2 separate regions of the Oryctolagus cuniculus genome follow, and region 1 is linked to region 2. The links are chromatin contacts, called in public Hi-C maps. All regions are on one chromosome and are shown on one strand. Each heading gives the region's core, a stretch centred on a gene start, on an enhancer-like site or on the middle of the called end of the contact. The rest is flanking DNA. Distances are from core to core; before and after follow the strand shown.

Region 1 (3,956 bases), core at 834-3,333, 110 kb before region 2:
ACCTGACCTTGGCCCTGAGAGAGGAAGAGAGGGACGACAAGTGTCCCTCCCCCCTGACAGTGTCCCTCAGTTGTTGCAGCCGGACAAGACGGACTCAGGTTTTGCTCACCAATCCCTGGTGCCAGGCAGGGCTCTGGGTGACCCTGAGTAAGTCGGTCACCCTCTGAGCTGCCACAGCTGAAAATGCGAGCAACGGTGGCGTCCACTGCACAGGCAAATACGACCCGGGGAACCACGAGAGGACGGGGAACGGGAGCCCTCAGGGCTTGGGTGACTTTCCCACTCTACTGCTAAGGAGCCTGGGGTCACGTGATCAGCAAACACATTAGGACTTGTTTCCTTGTTGCGTCCTCGTAACACCCACTTTAAAAGAAGGCTGGTGCTGTGGCGCCGCAGCCTGCAGTGCCGGCATCCCACGTGGGCACCAGTTCAGGTCCCGGCTGCTCCATTTCCAATCCCGCTCCTTGCTAATGTGTCTGGGAAAGCAGTGGAAGAGGCCCAAGTGCCTGGGCCCCTGCACCCACGTGGGAGACCTGGAGGAAGCTCCAGGTTCTTGGCTTTGCCTGGCCCAGCTCTGGCCATTGTAGTTCTCCTCTAGCTTTCAAATAAACAAATAAATCCTTTAAAAAGGGGGGGGGTGTAAAGGAGGCACAGAGAGATGGGGTAACCTGCCAGACATCACACAGCAGTGAACAGAGAACAGAGTCACACACACACCCAGGCAGTCTTGGCTCCGGCCCCAGGATCTGGTGGCCGCTTGTCACGGTCAGCCGAGTGTCCCAACCTGGGCCTGTGGGCACCTTCACTCCCCCACACTCAGGGCTGCCGGCCTCACTGTAGCAGTGGTGCAGCCGGTGGAGCCGTGTGGCTGGAAGTCGCATCAGTGGCAGGGACCCAACCTGGACCCAGGTCTGTCTGGTTCCCGAGGGTCCCTCCTGCTCCCATGCACCACACGTCAGGGGTAACATCCCTGCATGCCCTGGCCCAGAAAACCACCGTGCTTGTGGCTGCTTTTCTAAAAAAAATCCCTAAAAAACCCTGCCCCCAGGGGTCTAACGGGTGGCCAGGAAGATGCGTTTCTACATGTGCGGCCCTGGGTCAGGTGTAGGGCCACATGGGCAGCTGCCCCAGGCATGGGTCTGGCAACTTGGGGGCAGGCAGCTGCCCACAGGGGCCAGCAGGAGGCCTGGTAGAAGCAGCTGGGCACTCAGAGGGGCAGCGGGGGGGGGGCCTCCTCTGCAACCCCAGGGCGTCCCTGCGTTGGGGGGGGGCTCTTCTGTGACCCCAGGCGTCCCTGCATCCCTCACTCCCCAACACCCTTGCCCCTGGCCTTGTGGGACCAGAGGATCCAGGTAGGGGCTGGCTGCTCCAGGATTTCACCCCATCCTTGTCTGGAGCAGACAGGACCAGAGCTCCTTGTTGCACCTGCTCCGACCATCTCCCGCCACATCCCTCCCATCCCCTGCCTGAGGCCCATTCCTTCCCCACTGCAAGTCCCAGCCTTCCCTGCCCAGCTCCAGAGTCCCTGGTGTTTGCAGGCAACTCTCCCTGGGGAGCTGGACACGAGCACACCGCGGGCGTCCTTGAAGCTGTGCGTGACCAAGGGATCAGCACACAGGCCCCAGGCCCTGGCTGCAGAACTGTGGCCTCTAGGGGAGAAGCCACAGGCAGCCCCACCTACACATCGCCCCTGAGTCCAGATCTCAAGGTCGGTGCTCTCATGGGGCTTGGAGACTGACCCTAAGGGAGGTCAGCAGGGCCAGTGGGACGTGGACCCAGTGGGGCTCCCTGTGGTGCCTCCTCGTAGCTGTTTTCTGAGACCTGGAAATGAATGGTCAGTGCTGGACTCGAGGAGAGAAACGGCCGGCTCAGCGAGCAAGACCTTGAAGAGCGGGACTAACCACCAGGAGCGAGCTCGGTTTGCACAGAGAATCGAGCTCGGTTTGCACAGAGAATCGGGTCTCCTAACTAAAGAGGCCATGGTTGTCTGGGCAACTGCTGCCATGGAAACAGGAGCTATTTTGGAGCAGCAACTGGGCTTTCATTGGAGGAAAACGCTGATTCAGATGACAACATCCCTCACTCCTGCTCCATCCTCACTCCCCCAGGCCCGCCCCTCCCTGCCAGGAAGTCAGAGCCTGGCCCCCACCTCCGGCGAGGGGCAGGCAGAGCTACAGCGAGCAGTGGGGGCGGTCCTGGGGGGTGGGAGGTGCCCAGCCCCGGCCACTCCAGGCTGGGGCACACAGAAGGGCTGTGACCCCACTATGGGACGTGGCCAGGGAGGGAAAGGGCAGCTGTCAGTCCCACATCTCAGGAGGCACAGCCTTGACCTACCTTCCAGTCTGTGTCCACAGTCGCGAGGAAGTTGTCGGTATTCTCCTATGGGAAGGCAAACAGAAGGGGTGGCAGGTTAGGCCCCAGTTGGCCCCGGGGGGGTTGGGAGGGCACAGGGTCTCCACCTCAAGCAGTCTCGCCGTTCCCCGATCTATCCAAATGTGAACCAAAGCGGCCAAGAAGGAGCAGGCATTCAGCCCAGGGCTGAGACGCCTGAATCCCACGCTGGAGCACCTGGGGTCAGTTCCTGGCTCCGGCTCCTGACTCCAGCTTCCCGCTAGTGCAGACCTCGGGAGGCAGTAGTGGTTGGGTTCCTGCCGCCCAGGTAGGAGATGCGAATTATGTTTCTGGCTCTCAGCTTCAGCCCAGCTATGGCAGGTATTTGGAGAGTGACCCAGTGGATGGAGCTCTGCCTGTCTGTCTACCAGAGAGAAGATGGGAGGCCAGGAGCCAGGCATCGGGCTATCACGTAGTAGGCAGATGAGCCTATGGGCTTCCCCATCGGTGAGAAGAGGCTCCGAGAGGCAGGGTCGCAGGCTGGAACGTGGTGGGATCTCTGACTCCACATACACTCTGCCCCCACGTCCTCTTCTCCTGAGCATCAGGGTCCGCCCGCCCATAGCTCTCTGCGTCCTGATGGAGAATCAGGTGTGTGCCAACAGCCCTGTGACCCAGCCCAACCCTGGAGCCCAGGCTGGGAGCTCGACCACTCCCAGGCACCAGTGGCCCTGACCCTGAGCCCCAGTTCCTTCAACCCCATCTAAGCACACACACTGGGCCCCTGGCTGCAGGCACAGCCAGGCGGAGTCTCTGTGCACTGCAAACAAGGGCCCCCAGGCAAGGCTTTGGTCTGGACGCCCTGGTGTTCGGCGCCTCTTTCTTGGGAATCCCAACCCCCCCAGCTGTGTCTCTGGGGGCAGCTCCAGCTGTGGGCACAAACAAAGGCACCAGGACAGAAGCAGGGGAGGGGGGTGGGGCGGGCATGACTATCTCCCCCGCTTTAGGGGTGGGGAAGCTGAGTCACAAGGGGGCTCTTCCCACCCGCACAGAGGCACTGTCAGGGTCTGCAGCACTGGCCACGCCCCCTAACCTGCCTGCTCTGTCCTCCCGAATCCCTAGGGCTCCCGCGCTACACTGGGGGGGGGGGGTGTTGTGTCCGTGATGGGCGCCTGGTGTGCGTGCTGGACTCCAGGGTGCGCCTGGCTGTGCTCTCAGCACGGATCCTGGCGTGGACTCAGTGCCTCCCAGACACAAACGGATCAGGATTCACCACCTGACCTCCCAGAGGAGGGGAGTGCCACTGGAGATGCGCCCCTGTGCCTGACTTGTTATGCTTTGCCCGATAAAAAAAAGCCAGCTGGGCCCGCTGGAGGGAGACCCCTGTCGGGGGACCAGACCACGCACGAGTAAAGCAGGGCTCACGGCCCCTTCCTTGCCTCTGCTGCCCTCTGCTGGGCAGGGAGTCCCCAAGCATTAGGCGAGAAGCCCAGCGTTGGCCACTGCCTGTCCCTGTGTCTTGTTCTGGGCAGTGCACGCTGCGGGGTCTCCTGGTGAACACACTGCGGATAAAGGAGACAGAGGCGGCGGCTGGAGGACGTGGAGCAGAAAGCCCTTCTGCACAG
Region 2 (3,845 bases), core at 782-3,281:
TAATTTTAACTTTTATTTAATAAATATAAATTTCCAAAGTACAGCTTTTGGATTACTGTGGTTCCCCCCTCCCATAACTTCCCTCCCACCCGCAACCCTCCCATTTCCCGCTCCCTCTCCCTCTCCCATCCCATTCACATCAAGATTCATTTTCAATTATCTTTATATACAGAAGATCAATTTAGTATATATTAAGTAAAGATTTCAACAGTTTGCCCCACACAGAAACACAAAGTGTAAAGTACTGTTTGAGTATTAGTTATAGTATTAATTCACATTGTACAACATATTAAGGACAGAGATCCTACATGGGGAGTAAGCGCTCAGTGACTCCTGCTGTTGACTTAACAAATTGACACTCTTGTTTATGGCATCAGTAATCACCCTAGGCTCTTGTCATGAGTTGCCAAGGCTATGGAAGCCTCTTGAGTTCGCCAATCTTATTTAGACAAGATCATAGTCAAAGTGGAATTTCTCTCTTCAGAGAAAGGTACCTCCTTCTTTGATGGCCCATTCTTCCCACTGGGATCTCACTCGCAGAGATCGAGAAAGTGAATTAAAAGATAAGTTTGGGTGCCCCAAAATTTCAAAATCCATGCATACAAGGAATCTTCAAAAAGTTCATTGAAAATATATATTATGAAAAAATTATGCATGAATTTAAAAAATTTTTGCTTTAAACTTTTAAAAATTCCATTTCCCATGAACTTTTTAAAAAAATTATTTATTTTAAAGTCAGAGTGACCTGGGGTAGGGTGGAGAGAAAGAAATACAGGTCGAGACAGAGACAGAGAGATCTTCTGGCTGATGGTTCATTCTCCAAATGGCTGCAATAGCTGGGGTTGGACTAGGCCAAAGCCAGGAGCCAGGAGCCAGGAGCCATCCTGGTCTCCCACGTGGGTGGCAGGGGCCCATGTACTTGGAATATCATCAACTGCGTTTCAGGTGCATTGGCAGGAAGCCAGATTAGAAACAGAGCAGCCCAGAGCAGCCGGACTGCAAAGTGGTACTCTGATATGAGATGCTGGTATTGCAAGCCACAGCTTAAACCTGCTGCACCACAACGAAGCTGGCTCCTCCTATGAACTTTCTTTTAGATTATTTGTATGTATATGTATTTGAAAGTCAGAGTTACAGAGAGAGGGAAAGACAGAGAGATCTTCCATCTACTGGTTTACTCCCCAAATGACCTTAAGGGCCAGGGACTTGAACTGGTGCCCATATAGGATGCTGGCGCTGCGGATGGCGGCTTAAACTGCTGTTTAGAAATACAAAATACACATGGATACTATTGGAGTCTTGTTTTACTGTTTTTTTTTTTTTCCAACAAAGATCCATCTGCCTTGCTCCTATCCTCTCTACTTCATGTCACGTCAGTTTTCTCCCAACATCTCTCCAGCTGAGCCCCAGTCATTACTGCCCTCAACATTTGTGTCTGCAGTTCTCTTCCTACTGGGATCCTTTGATGCTCATTGAACCCCAACTCAGCGCTCTATACCATGCCATGGCCTGCACGTGCATGGTCATGTTTCATCTGTGTGACAACCCTCCACGGTGGGTACTAATATTTTTCTCCCTTTGCAAATCAGAAACTTACTCAAGACTTCAGAGCTCATTAGAGCTGATCTAGGATTCAAAACTCAAGTCACTTAAATTTCATTCTCTGTGCTCTTAACAATAAACCATCCTGCCATCTGCTTTTTAAAGAAAAATTAATACTTGAGCCAGAAAAAATATCCTATAGAATTGAATTCATACCTTTCTGAGTCATTTTCTCCCCTGTGGAAGCTTAGCTATAAAGAAAGCTGTAGGTTTTCCATATCTACTAATTGGCTTTCACGATCTCCAGGGATTTGCTAATCAAATGCAGGTTCCCAAAGTTTCCACACAGTGAAATGCAATTTCCACAGTGCTGGGAGGTTCTACTAGCTGTATTTATACACCACCACACCATCTTTTACCTTGCTGTTTGACAATGCATAAGCACTGCTTAGTACTATACAGTACACGTGGCTCTGTGTCAGCATTTCTGAGTCACGGCCGTATACCTATAACAACCCAAATGACATATGCTCTAATAGGGTCTGACTCACTTATCTAAGCTCCATTAACTTGACATGTTGGATTTTATAACACTGAAGAGGACTCTCTGAACTTTGATTTTTTAATCTGTATATATAACAATGATATGAGTGCAAAATTATCCCTATGACCTTAACTATCACCTAATTTTTCTCCTTTCACCTTGAGTGAAATGTCCCAAAGCTGCAGTCTCCCCTTGCTCCCTCATCTCTTGCTCCACGCGCACTTCTCTGCCCCCTCAGCCTGCTCTCCGGCTTCAGCTCCTTCTATGTCCCTGAACTTACCCATGACCTCCTACAGCCTTTCCAGAAAGATCTTGCCTGTGCTGGCTTGTCTGCAGTATTGATGCTATTTGCAACTCCATTCTTCTCAATATTTTCTCTCTTCTTGCACCCCAGGATAGCATTCTTCCCTTGCTTTTAGCCATTAGTATTTAGTCTCTTGGTGGCCACCTTTTTACTCCTCTTTTCCCGTGGGGATATATTGTCCTTACTTTCCCTTCCCTTTCTAGTCTACACACTCTCTTGAAATTATCTTATCTGGTGCAGTGGCTTCCAGTGTGTCCCATTTTATGGGTCGCTCCCAGATTGATGCCTCCTGAGCTCACACCCATAATCCAGTCTCCTGTCAAATACTCCCAAGTAGACAGCCATGGGCACTTGAACTTTACCAAGTCCCCAAAGTAAATTCATTATCTTCCTGTATTCTTGTCTCCCTATTGCTCAAGACAGACACCTAAATGTTACTTCAAATGTCTCTCACTCTTCAACCTCCACATCCACCCAATCACCATGACTTGCTGCTCCCAATACAACAATCCAAACATTGCAAACATCTATCTCCTTTTCTCTGGGGATTGATCATTTCTCACCTGAAATACTGAGCTAGTCTGTAGATACTTTCCTAGTTGGACGTAAGACGTAACATCTGTCTCATCTTCCATGAGTCTATTTCCACCCCACTGCACTGGCAATTTCTCTAATGTAATACAAGAAAATCTTGGGGTCCCTCATGCCCATCTCTGCTTGGTATGGCATTCAAATACACCCTATTGACCAACGGGAATTAAAAAAACTTTCAATAATTACTTCTATGTCTAGAAGAACATCAAAAGAGGTCCTGTTCTTAGTCCTAGACTCTGCCTCCCCTAATCCTATTTCCCTATTATGCAGTCATGTAAAGAATAAAGTAAATTTATATGCATTGGCCTGGAAAGCAAAAATGACTGGTCTACTCTTAAGGAAGAACACATAACTGTCAGGCAAAGATGTATCTCACAATTCCATTTCTGCTTTTCAGAAACTGTATGGCAGTATACTTAGGAAAACGTTCAACTCAAAATGCACAAAACTATTAATAGCGGTGATGACCTCAGGGCAAGGGCAAGGGCAAGGTGATGGTGGGGGAGGGAAGAGAATTAGAGGAGTAAAGAGGTTTTACAGAGATGGATTGATTGATTGACTGATTATGGATCATTTAATGTTAAAATTCCCTTGGGGCTGGCACTGTGGTGCAGTGGGTTAAAGCCCTGGCCTGGAGTGCTGGCATCCCATATGGGCCCCGGTTCTGGTCCTGGCTGCTCCTCTTCCAATCCAGCTCTCTGCTGTGTCCTGAGATAGCAGTGGAAGATGGCCCAAGTCCTTGGGCCCCTGCACCTGCGTGGGAGACCTGGAGGAAGCTCCTGGCTCCTGGCTCCTGGCTTCGGATCGGCACAGCTCCTGCTGTTTTGGCCAACTAGGGAATAAACCAGCAGAATGGAAGAC

Evidence for each region. Hi-C and Micro-C count contacts between places; a contact is called where the count stands out from the background.
Region 1: a contact with region 2 is called in a Hi-C map of liver, with 11 times the contacts expected there. The contact joins two enhancer-like sites. A contact is called at or near these places in 5 of 6 Hi-C or Micro-C datasets (ear pinna, embryonic fibroblasts, liver and 2 more).

The regions. Positions count from the first base shown.
Region 1 is chr18:41,786,243-41,790,198 of mOryCun1.1, reverse strand. It overlaps NDRG4 (NDRG family member 4), which reads right to left. Exons shown (of 16, transcript XM_070061974.1): 3 at 2,335-2,379. Among named protein-coding and RNA genes, the nearest start is that of SETD6, 16 kb to the left of the region's middle. Within about 2 kb of position 2,083, at least 2 of the 8 cell types and tissues checked have an H3K27ac peak or open chromatin away from gene starts, as enhancers often do.
Region 2 is chr18:41,678,072-41,681,916 of mOryCun1.1, reverse strand. No RefSeq gene overlaps it. Among named protein-coding and RNA genes, the nearest start is that of GINS3, 25 kb to the left of the region's middle. Within about 2 kb of position 2,031, at least 1 of the 8 cell types and tissues checked has an H3K27ac peak or open chromatin away from gene starts, as enhancers often do.